Regions from separate parts of the Pan troglodytes genome. Here region 1 is linked to region 2. The links are chromatin contacts, called in public capture Hi-C maps. All regions are on one chromosome and are shown on one strand. The core of a region is the stretch at or near the end of the contact, and the rest is flanking DNA. Distances in the headings are between cores, read along the strand shown. Region 1 overlaps EEIG1 (estrogen-induced osteoclastogenesis regulator 1). Region 2 overlaps SLC25A25 (solute carrier family 25 member 25).

Evidence for each region. Capture Hi-C pulls out chosen DNA fragments and counts their contacts.
Region 1: a capture Hi-C map of stem cell-derived neural stem cells shows a contact between it and region 2, with 5 times the contacts expected there. The contact joins two enhancer-like sites. A contact is called at or near these places in 2 of 7 Hi-C or Micro-C datasets (induced pluripotent stem cells and stem cell-derived neural progenitor cells), 1 of 1 datasets of contacts at active chromatin or transcription factors (stem cell-derived excitatory neurons) and 1 of 1 other capture datasets (stem cell-derived neural stem cells).

Annotation. Positions count from the first base shown.
Region 1 is chr11:10,498,973-10,501,672 of NHGRI_mPanTro3-v2.0_pri, forward strand. The region is part of intron 1 of EEIG1 (estrogen-induced osteoclastogenesis regulator 1); the gene reads left to right. Among named protein-coding and RNA genes, the nearest start is that of DPM2, 18 kb to the right of the region's middle. Within about 2 kb of position 1,394, at least 11 of the 24 cell types and tissues checked have an H3K27ac peak or open chromatin away from gene starts, as enhancers often do. A contact at or near this core is called in stem cell-derived neural stem cells, where this site is marked.
Region 2 is chr11:10,357,000-10,359,699 of NHGRI_mPanTro3-v2.0_pri, forward strand. All of the region lies in intron 1 of SLC25A25 (solute carrier family 25 member 25), which reads right to left. Among named protein-coding and RNA genes, the nearest start is that of SLC25A25, 29 kb to the right of the region's middle. Within about 2 kb of position 1,257, at least 6 of the 24 cell types and tissues checked have an H3K27ac peak or open chromatin away from gene starts, as enhancers often do. A contact at or near this core is called in stem cell-derived neural stem cells, where this site is marked.

The sequences.
Region 1 (2,700 bases), core at 144-2,643, 140 kb after region 2:
GGACGCCATGGCAGATGGATCACTTGAGGCCAGGAGTTCGAGACCAGCCTGGCCAACATGGCAAAACCTCATCTTTACTAAAAACACAAAAATTAGCCAGGTGTTGTGGTACATGCCTGTAATCCCAGCTACTTAGGAGGCTGAGGCACAAGAATCACTTGAACCCAGCAGGTGGAGGTTGCGGTGAGCCGAGATCGTGCCACTGCACTCCAGCCTGGGCCATAGAGTGAGACTCTGTCTCAAATAATAATAATAATAATAATGGCCAGGTGTGGTGGCTCACGCCTGTAATCCCAGCACTTTGGGAGGCCAAGGGGGGCAGATCACCTGAGGTCAGGAGTTCAAGACCAGCCCGGCCAACACAGTGAAACCCCGTCTCTACCAAAAATAGAAAAATTAGTCGAGCTTGGTGGTGGGCACCTGTAATCCCAGCCACTCAGGAGGCTGAGGCAGGAGAATTGCTTGAACCCGGGAGGCAGAGGTTGCAGTGAGCTGAGTTTATGCCCTTGCACTCCAGCCTGGGCAACGAGAGCGAAACTCCATCTCAAAAAAATAAATAAATAAAACAAAATAGTTTTTTAGTGGATTCCTTAAGGGTTCTCTGTATGAAAGACCAAGTCATCTGTTAATATAGTTTGAGTTCTTCCTTTCCACTACTAGGTATTTTTCTTATTTATTTGGTCTTCTTCTTTCTCCTCCCACCAGAATGTAAGCTGGTTACTGCCGTGGTTCGAGTGCCTAGAACAGGGCCTGGTACACACTGGTGCTCAGTTGTTTGATGATAAATGAATCATCATCAAGAATGAATGAATAAGTGGAGCCAGCATGACTAGGCTCAGGTGATGCCCCCAGCCTAGGGCCCCCACTCCTGTGGCACCTGCCTATAGGGATTAGATCTGTCCCGTCCTCCCGTCTTCAGCCCTGACCTTTCTGCTTGTCCCCAGTCTTGGTTGCAGAGGGTTGTTGGAGCTCACCCTCCTAACAAGCTAGGTGCATTCTGGTGACATCACAGAGCCTTCACCGGGCCAGGCACTTTGCAGGATTCATTTCACTCAGTGCTCCCACAACAGCGGCCACGACAGGGGCGGTGTGCCCTAGTGAGTGTGCAGGGTGTGGCCCAGGTCTGCCTGCCCTCTTGACCCTTGTCACCGCCTTGGCAGGAGCACAGGGTAAGCCTTGGTCACATCCTCAGAGTCTTGTGGAGCCTGGAGGGGGCTCCTCATAGAAAGTGAGGCTTAGGGGCTTTCATTGGCTAAGGAAACGGGACTCCCTCATTCATGCTGTTTTCTCTCTTTGGAACTGTCTCCTCCACCTGGCTACTCCCCAGGCTCATTCTATCCTGAGCTTGAATGTCACCTTCCCTGATTCATCTGTTCCCCCGCCCTCTCCTGGTGACACTGAGTCATCACTGGGTAAATACAGTCTGCAGTGGCTCATCCCAGCACCTGCTTGGCACTCAGAGACCTGGGCGGTGCCTCGGGGCAGAGCAGGGTACTACAGGCCCCACAACACCACAGGTTCTCCTCGCCAGGCTTTCCCGGGCTCCTGAGCCAAAGTGGCGACTGAGAGCCCTGACTCTGAAGTCATACAGTCCTGGGTTTAAATCCTGCTTTGCCAATCACTGGGGATATGAGCTCGAGTGGCGGGTAGGGTGGCCTTCTTTTGGAGTTTCAGTGCCCTCAGCAGTAGAAGGGGTGGCATAGAGCCCACCTTGCAAGGCTGCCATGCAAAGCAAACCTGGCGATGCTCAGGGGAGGCTTGGCTGCGGCCCTCTCCGACCCTCTGCCCCGAGGCCTCGATCTGGCAGTTAACCCACTCTCCTCGGGTCACTTCCTTAGCTGTCCCCTTGGCGGTTGTGCTTAGGTGGGATGAGCTGGAGATAACGTCTCTCACACTGTCTCCTCCCTTCCCTGGCCGCCCCTTCCTGAGCACGGGCTCTGCCAGGCAGGCTGTATGGAGATGGGGAGCTGCTCGGGGATGCGGAGCTCGGTTCTGCCACGTGCCGCTGCCACCCCCAGATCCTGCCAAGGCCCCCGCAGCAGTTGGGAGGGGCTTGGATGAGCTGCTGCCACTGGCTCCCACTCACTCCCAGGGCACAAAGCATCTCTCCAGTAAAGGGGTGCTGAATTTTTCAGCATGGTCATGCTCTCCAACTCAGGAGGAACCGGGGGGCTAGAAGACCAGAGCCCTCTGCTTAGTGTTGGTGAAGCTGAAGCCCCCAGGTCGCTGTCTCCGCACCCAGAGTCCAACTGCTTGGGTTAATCCCCATTCTGCTCTTACCTGTGGTGGGCCTCAGGTGAGGGTCTTAGCCTCCGGGCCCCCGGTTTCTTTGACTGGGGATTGAGCTGATGATGTGGCTGCTCCATACAGAGGTTGGAAAGGTTTGGCATGACCACCTTTCTCTGGCACTTGGAGCAGGCTCCAGGGCCTGCTGGCTCTTGTGAAGTTCTTTGAACAGTGCCTGGCACATGGGAAGCACTGTGTGGGTATCAGCTGTTGTTACTATTGCCATTGTTGTTATTAGTGATGAAGAAGGCAGCTCTGGAGTCAGGAGGAACCAGGCTTCGGGCCCAGCTCAGCTATCTACTGGCTGGGAGGTGTGGGGCAGCTTGCCTAGCCTCGGTCTCTTCATCTTTGAAATGGGCTGAGTAGTCCAGCCTAAGACTATTGTGAGGGTCATGAGGCAGTTGGCAGAGCCTG
Region 2 (2,700 bases), core at 7-2,506:
AAATAAGGTGCTTCATGAACAGCTTCCAAATGAGTGAATTAGCTCAGGGGGCTCTAAGACCCCAAGAAACAAACTTATAACCATGCTTGATGAAGGCCTATTTTTCTGAGCATCTGCAAATAGAGTTGTCAGGGCATTATACTCAAATGGACAAGATAATGTATCATTATTATTATTATTTTTGAGACAGACTGTCACTCTTGTCACCCAGGCTGGAGTGCAGTGGCACGATCTCGGCTTACTGCAACCTCTGCCTCCCAGGTTCAAGCGACTCTTGTGCCTCAGCCTCCCGAGTAGTTGAGATTATAGGTGCCCACCACCACGCCTGGCTGATTTTTGTATTTTTAGTAGAGACTAGGTTTTACCATGTTGGCCAGGCTGGTCTCCAACTCCTGGCCTCAAGTGATCTGCCTGCCTCGGCCTCCCAAAGTGCTAGGATTACAGGTATGAGCCACTGCGCCTAGCCTCTATTATTTTATTTTAAAGGAGGTTCACATTTATAAATAAAAGCTGAACCCTAAAATGCTGGTCTTTAGGAATGCTCACTCTACTTTATAAAATGAGATGTTGCCCTATTTAAAAAAATGCTGGTCTTCCTTTGTTAAATTATTGTTTGCTTCTGAAACTAAATTATACAGATCTGTTGAATATCTCATTTTAGTGATGACTGCAGTCATTCTAATATAAAAAAGCAAATATTTTGACTGAATAAGTTCAATTGGAGATTTCACTTTCTATTAAAGTATATTTTAAAAATAATTATGGCACATATTACTGTACCATTGAGTTTTATAATGTATTTAACAAAAGAAATCTGAGATTTGAAAATGATACTAAATAAAAGTGAAACCTGTATTCTTCTTTTTTTTTCTTTGTCTTTCCTAAGATGGAGTCTTGCTCTGTCACCCAGGCTGGAGTGCAGTGGCGTGATCTTGGCTCACTACAACCTCCACCTCCTGGGTTCAAGCGATTCTCCTGCCTCAGCCTCCCGAGTAGCTGGGACTACAGGTGCCCACGAGCACACCCAGCTAATTTTTAAAAGGGTTCTAACTTATTTGCTGCTGTGACTGAGTCTCATGGAATGTCTTCATTGGATAAACTTCAATTGGCGTTTGGTTTTTTAAATCATCCATCCTACTGAGTTTCACAGGTAACTCAGGACTCCATGTTCAAATAAAAATGGAGAGTTCTACCCAAATAAGCCCATCTCTAGGTGCTAGTGTCCAGGACAACTGCTCTATTCCTGGAACTGCAGACTGTGGGGGCCCAGAGGGGCTCTGGGATCATCCCTTAATCTCCGAGTTGAGCAAACAGGCCTGGTAGAGGTGACCTGATTTGCCCAATTCCCAAAGCCTGTCAAGGGCAGGGCAGGGCCTTGCACCCAGGGTTCTTGTTACAACATCCACTTCAAACAGCACCCAAAACAGATTTTAGTATTCAGTTCCCAAAGGATGCCGGTAAGCCAGACAGTAGGTGATACCTCATACTGGAAGGCGGCAGGTGTGTGGGAAAGGTGTAACTTGAGCAAGTTGAGCCCTAGCTAAATACAACCAAAAATGGTGTTTGTGTCACAGCTTCTGAATGCCTCTGTGAGAACTAGATTATGGAGGAACTAAAGCAGGCCTCGGGTTTCAGCCCTGATGCTTCACACCGGCCTTCTTGACACTCCAAGATCTGGGCACAACGCGCATTGTGTGCGATGCCTCGCTGCTCTTTATTATTCTGACTTCGTGGCACAGACCCTCATCTGTTTCAGCTCCTCCGATGTCCATTCCTATGACTAGTATTCGGAAACAGTGACAGCAACACTAGGTCCCTTAGGATTCAGTGGCATCAGATTGCAATTAATCTATAAAGTAGCAGTTCCTCTCCTGAGCATCTTCTCACAGCAAATCTGCCAATGCCACCAAAAGCTTTCCTTGTTCTACCACTATGTTACATGCCAGAAGAAAGCAGGTGCTTCAGGTAAAGGCCGGAATACCATGAATAAGAACAGGGCAGGTACAGTGCCTCTGGGAGTGTAGCATTAGGTCAGAAAGTTCCTCTCCCCTCCTCTGCAATGACTCAGACTGAGCCAGAAATATTAATATGAGGACGCTTTGCCAGCATCCAGCCGCTCAAGCCCCACCCACCCTTAAGGCTCTCAAACCTCATTGGCGGCTGTGGCCACAGTGTCATTTGATGATCAGGTTGCCATGACAGCCTAGTGTAGCCAGTTTCCAATGAAACCTGCCTACACTTGGCAGTTACACACACAATGAGCAAAATTCTCTGTGCTTCCGAGAAGACAGCCCCTCAGGATTTGAAAGCTTGAATGCCGCTGAGGGCACCTCCCACTCCAGAGTAATGGCTTTCTTCTCCAACTGAAGATTAACTGTAAGACAAAGATAAAGGGAAAAACTGGAACAGTTCCTAGAATAAAAGCTTGCAGGAACCTGACTCACTAGCAGACATATTTAAACAGGGGAAGTGAGAGCAAAACAAAGTAGTGCTTCTGGGACACTGAGAAGCCTGAGAACCAAAGTGAACTTTTCTTTTTTTCTTTTAAACAGACTCTTGCTCTGTCACCCAGGCTGGAGTACAGCGGCACAATCTTGGCTCACTGCAACCTCCGCCTCCTGGATTCAAGCGATTCTCCTGTCTCAGCCTCCTGAGTAGCTGGGAGTACAGGCACGCACCACCACGCCCAGCTAATTTTTG